Linked DNA regions of Rattus norvegicus: region 1 is linked to region 2. The links are chromatin contacts, called in public Hi-C maps. All regions are on one chromosome and are shown on one strand. Each heading gives the region's core, a stretch centred on a gene start, on an enhancer-like site or on the middle of the called end of the contact. The rest is flanking DNA. Distances are from core to core; before and after follow the strand shown.

The links. Hi-C and Micro-C count contacts between places; a contact is called where the count stands out from the background.
Region 1: a Hi-C map of liver shows a contact between it and region 2, with 2.3 times the contacts expected there. The contact joins the promoter of Psma6 here to the enhancer-like site in region 2. A contact is called at or near these places in 6 of 12 Hi-C or Micro-C datasets (the A7r5 cell line, Schwann cells, frontal cortex and 3 more).

Annotation. Positions count from the first base shown.
Region 1 is chr6:78,512,775-78,515,855 of GRCr8, reverse strand. It overlaps Psma6 (proteasome 20S subunit alpha 6), which reads right to left and starts at 1,509. Exons shown (of 7, transcript NM_017283.3): 1 at 1,373-1,509. The coding sequence starts at 1,448.
Region 2 is chr6:78,474,076-78,476,802 of GRCr8, reverse strand. The region is part of intron 4 of Prorp (protein only RNase P catalytic subunit); the gene reads right to left. Among named protein-coding and RNA genes, the nearest start is that of Psma6, 39 kb to the left of the region's middle. Within about 2 kb of position 1,327, at least 2 of the 93 cell types and tissues checked have an H3K27ac peak or open chromatin away from gene starts, as enhancers often do. A contact at or near this core is called in liver, where this site is marked.

The DNA.
Region 1 (3,081 bases), core at 260-2,759, 39 kb before region 2:
CAAACAGAAGTTGAGCCAAGATTCTGTGCTGCCAGGCCAGCCGTATGGAGTGCAGCAGGTATGCAAATCCAGGTGTGGCTGCAGGCCTGAACTCTGCACCACTACACTGCCTGCTCACACTCTTCTTTCAGTTTCTTCTTCTCAGCAATGCCTAACTCATGTCCTGAGTAAAAGTGGGAAAGCAACACCTCAAACAACCATCTAATATAGAAAGCATATAGGTGAGTAGAACTCCATTTACAGACCAATTCTAGGATTTTCAACCAAGATAGCACGGCCCTCCTTGTCAAGACACTGAGATAAAAGACTTTAGAATAAAATCATCCTGGACCAGACGTATGTCAAGCCCTTCTGACACTAAGTTTTCTATGGCAGGAACCTAAACTCTGCCACAACTTCAATTTACCAAAATGTATTGTTATACACACAGAGTAACTGATGCCAAGTTCAGGTTTCTGTCCATTAGTGCTGTTCTTTTAGTAAAGACTAACACACTGAGCCTCAACTAGATTGAGAAGCAGCTTTTAAACTATAGAAGCATTCTTACACATGGGAGTTAAGATCGGGTGCCAGTCTCAAGAGTAGTTTATTACTGTTCTTTTATTTCTCAGTTTTGAACTTTGCAAATACTTGTAAACCTGTATTCTCCTCTTGTTACTTGTCTGACTCTCTGTCACTTCCTTTAAGCTGTCAGACTTTTATCTCTTTTCTAGAACCAGCAGTGTCTGACAGGGCTTTGCACACCTGTACAGAATTGCCCACAAAGCAAGTCATCTGTCTATATTGAAAGGAGGGTGAGGGTGTGTGTGTGTGTGTATGTGTGTTTTAGTTGGACGGTTAAGGAACCAATTACTCTTAGCGAAGGGAAGACTCAGACTCCAGGTAGAATGAAGCTAAGCAGTGGTTCTCAACATGTGGGTCACGACCCCTAGCCTTTTCATAAAGCCGCCTAAGACCATAGGAAAACACACATGTTTACATTATGATTCATAGCAGTAAAGAAATTGCAGTTTTGAAGTAGCAACGAAAATAAATGTATGGTTGAGGAAATGAATTTAAGGGGCGTAGCATTGAGAATCACTGAGCTAAAGAGGCCTCCGGAAGTCAGAGTCAGGCATTACAGTGCAATGCCCTAATTCTTTGTGTCTGGACAGTAAGGCACTCCTGAAGAGAGCCAGGCTTTAGCTTCTGTCTCAAAGCCTGCTTGCAGACGGGATGAGAACACGAGGGTGAACCCGACCTCGATCCTTCTGCTTTCCTGGCTCAGGCCCTTCCTCAAGCCCCAAACTATACTTGGGTCGCGTCTGCTCGCTCCAGGCCGAAGCATGACAGAGCAATTCGGATGTCCCACAGGCGGCCCTGGTTCACTCACCTACTTGGTAGAGTCGGCCCTCGGGAGAGAAAATAGTAATGTGCCGGTCAAAACCGGCGCTGGAACCACGGGACATGGCGTTCCCGCTATTTCAGACACAGTCTACACCCCGTAGCGCACACACACACACACACACCAGGCACACAAGCCCCTCCCGGAAGTTATGGCTACTGCTTCCGGAGCACCGGCCTAGCTGCTTCCGCTCTGGTAAGGTACTGGCGGGGGTGGGTTCCAGTGGAGGAGTTCCAAAGCACCGCCTCTAAGTGGGCGGGGCCCCGAGCTCATTCTGTGGTCGGGTGTGCTTTTGGGTGGTGGATTTGGGTCGCGGCCGTTAGTGCATTCTGGAGAACATATTGTCCAAAAGAGGAAGTTCGCAGTTGTGATTTGCCTACTTGTGACTTCAGGAGACAGTATGATAGTCAGTTTTGGCGCCTGTACTTGCTATCTTGTCTTACTGGAGTTCTGGCTTTGTTCTTCCTAACTTCATTTCACTTGCCACTTCTCTTCCTACGTTTTGGGGGAGCAGCAGCCACCCTTAAATGTAAGCCCTGAAAGAGGGCTAATGGAAGAAGCCACTGGAAATAACAATAGTTTTCTTCTAGTCTGGCAAGACTTTTCTTTGGACAGCGGCCCAGGGTTTTTCGTTGATGTTGTTTTGGTTTGGTTTGTTTTTTTGCCTTAAAAGTGAAGTTGAAGTTGAGATACAAGTAATGGGAACTTGCGGTTCCTGTGTTGCTGTGCTGGCTGAATACTGGAGAGTAATTCCAAGTCGGTGAAATAGCTCCTGGAAAACTGGTTTTTCAAACTCTAAAATTCTACACATAGTGCACACCAGGACACAACTCCTATTTGGTGAATCTAAAAGTTGAGGCATAATTTTCCCCTAGATAAAAAAAGTTTCGTTCACACCAATATTTGTAACAATTTACTGATTTAATACTGAAATACTCAGATCTGTGGTATTCTCTCTAAAAGCACTTATTTTAAAGCAAAACATTTGAAGAGATTCTTCATAAGAAAGTTTTAATTTCTCGAGTTAATTTTTCTTCTTCTTTTAGAAAGTGAAGTATTAAAAAAATAAGCCTAGTGTGGTGGGGAGCATCTTTCGTCCCAGCACTTGGGTGGCAGAGGCAGACCTCTGGATTCAAGGCTAGCCAGGTGTACAGGATGAGTTTCAGGACACAATAAGGCTACGCAGGAAAAAGAAGGGGGCCTGGGACTGGAGTGGGGTGTACAACATCCTAAACTGAAACGTGGGTTAAGAAAGTAGTCCATGTAAACAGCCGCTCTGGAACACCCGGTGCTTTCCAGCTCCAATTCCCTAGTGCACTGATAAGAGCTGCTGTCCCTCGCTTCTAGTTCAGTCCTTACATTAGGATTAACTCCTGACCTTGTGCGTCCTTTTCTCAGTCTCCCACAGTTTGCCTGAACAGTCACAGATAAGGAGTTCTCTGTAAGACTGCTAGGGGATGCCCTCCTTGAGTTCCTTAGTATCTGGATGTTTCAAATCTAGGTCTTACACCGCACTTTCCTTTGAAGCTGAATTTTCCCTAGTAGCCTCTGACATTTCATAACCCAAAATAGGCAAAGCCAGAATTCCTCATCTCCTTCCTTCCAGTTCCTGCTCTTTGTATTTAGAGCCCGTACCTCACAGCAGGCAGTCTTCAGCATTTCCTCTCTCTGCTCCTGATGTCTTAGTCGGCTCCTTA
Region 2 (2,727 bases), core at 78-2,577:
TAGGTGAGGTTTGTTGCTGTGGGTTTGGTCTAATGTTGCTTGTATTATGTTAGTCTGGGTCCCCAGAATTGCATAAATCCGCATGTCCCCATGTAGTAAGACACTCAGGGTCCCTGCCCCAGTTTGTTTTGATTGGTAAATAAAGTTGCCAGCAGTCAATGGCTGGTCAGGGAGACAGAGGAGGGACTTTAGGATTTCCCAGGCAAGAGACAGAGGAGGTAGGAAAGGAGAGAGAGAGAGAGAGAGAGAGAGAGAGAGAGAGAGAGAGAGAGAGAGAGACCATGCTGGGAGGAGGAGAACCAAGATGTCCTTGTGGGACAGGGAAAGGGAACATGGTCACCATGTAGGAACTGGATGAATGCAGCCAGAGAGGGCTGCGTGACCGGGCCTAGAGCAGCAAAGATGGAATATAGCTTTTTTTTTTTGTTCTTTTTTTCGGAGCTAGGGACTGAACCCAGGGCCTTGCGCTTCCTAGGCAAGCGCTCTACCACTGAGCTAAATCCCCAACCCCGGAATATAGATTTTAGTCAGTCAGGAATATCAGAGGTGGGTGGGCTAGCCATGTGGAGGTCAGGAAGTAGGCCAGCCATTGAGCTGTTTTAGCCATATCAAAATATAAAGTGTGTGTGTGTGTGTGTGTGTGTGTGTGTGTGTGTGTGTGTGTGTGTGTGTGTCACTGCTAGGATCAACTGAGTAACTTAATTTGGTTCTGCTATAGTCTGTAAGCCTAGCAACTGGGGAGGCTGAAGCAGGTTCAAGGCTGCCTGGGCAGTAGAGTGATTCCAAGAACAGCTATGGCAAATTAGAGAGAACTGTTCAAAAGAGGCTTGGGGATATTGTTTAATGGTGGAGACTTGCCTCGCTTGAGTGAGGTTCTAGTTCAATGCTCACTACTTGGGGAAGGGAGGGGAGACTAGGGAAGAGCAAGGAAAAGGCAAAGCTATCTCACAGAAGTAAGTTGTTGACGGAGTTGAACAGGTGACGTCATACATCACTTTAGTACGGATCTAGGAAACAAAGTATTTGGAAAAATTAGTTTCCAAAGCAGATTTGGATCCAAGTATCCTTGGGCCTGATTGCTAATGAATGTGAAATGCGCATCTAGGGAGTTTGTGGCTAGAAAATATTCCACAGTTACACAACTCTAAACCTTGCCATCTGATTTTAACTGCAACAACATGCAAACATACTTCTCGACTTTTCCAACCGTGTACGCACGGAGAGCTGCCATCCTTCAATATTTGTTGTGTTCTAATAATGAGTAGCAAACCAACGTCAGAGCGCTCTTAGATGACCTCAGTTGTTTTCTAAGCTGTGTGAGCAAGTACTGCTGGCAGGTGCCTTAGCCACCAGGGAGACCTGACCTTCAAAGAACTCAAGAGAGCTGAGCAGCCATCGGTGGGAGCAAAGGTCTACTTTCCACATTCCTTTCCCTAACAAAGAAATGAAATGCAATGTACGAAGTACAGAGAGGCAGGCTTCTTTTTCTTCTTTTGTAGAGGTGTGGGAACGTTTGAGACAGGGTCAGGAGGCTGGCCTCAAACTCTAAGTATCTAGGGGTGATCTTTGATCCCAATGTCTGCTGCATCGACTTCCCAAGGGTGAGACACATGTGCATCTGGTGTCAGGCTGTCTTTCCTGCTGTGCCCACTGCTCTCTTTGTACAATACTGATGAACCTTGTTTCTCTTTAAATTGTGTGTGTGTGTGTGTGTGTGTGTGTGTGTGTGTGTGTGTGTGTGCAACCCCTCTCCCCCCGCACACACTTGCACTTTGCCACAGTGTGCCTTTGGAGGTCAGAGGACAAATTATGGAAGGAAGTGAGTTCTCGAGTTCTCTCTTTCCACTATGTAGGTCCTAGGGATCAAACTCACGTCAGTAGGCTGAGAGGCAGGTGCCTTTCCCTGCTGAGCACCTTGTAGGTCCTGAACTTGGTTGCTTTCTGAAAGTAAAATGCAAGGTATAACTTCTTATTTGCTGGCTACAAATCAAGATGAGGAACTATTGCATAATCATGGAGAAAAACATGTTGTGATCATTGTGAAGAAAAAAAAGGTGCGCAGTGCCTAAGGAATGACAGGACACAGGAAAAAACCTTTAGGCCTGCTGAAGATAAGTTATAATTGAGGTTTTTTTTTAAAATAAGTTTTTTTTTTTAAAAAAGATTTACTTATATGACTACACTGTAGCTGTCTTCAGACACACCAGAAGAGGGCATCAGATCTCATTACAGATGGTTGTGAGGCACCATGTGGTTGCTGGGAATTGAACTCAGGACCTCTGGAAGAGCAGCCAGTGCTCTTAACCACTGAGCCATCTCTCCAGCCCTATAAGTGAGTTTTAAGGCGGCTTAGCATAAGTGACCTGAGGAAAGACAAGGGTTGGTTTCTCCACACATTGCAAACTATCCTGTTTTTTGGGGAGGTCTGGGGGATGATTATGGGGTGAGGGTGAAGTTTGAGATATAAGTTGTGGTCTTGTTATGTAGCCCAGACTGACCTTTAACTCCCCTATGCAGCCAAAAGTAACCTGAACTCCTGATCTTCCTGCCTCTACCTCCCAAGGGCTGTGACCACAGGTCAGTACTACCTGTCTGGCTTTAAAAGGTAAAGGAGCTTGACACCGAGCCTGGGAACGTGGGCTGGAACCCAAGATCCCCTTAAATACATGTTAAGAAATAACACAGTAAATACATGTTAAGACATTAAATAGTTCATAATCCTCTACC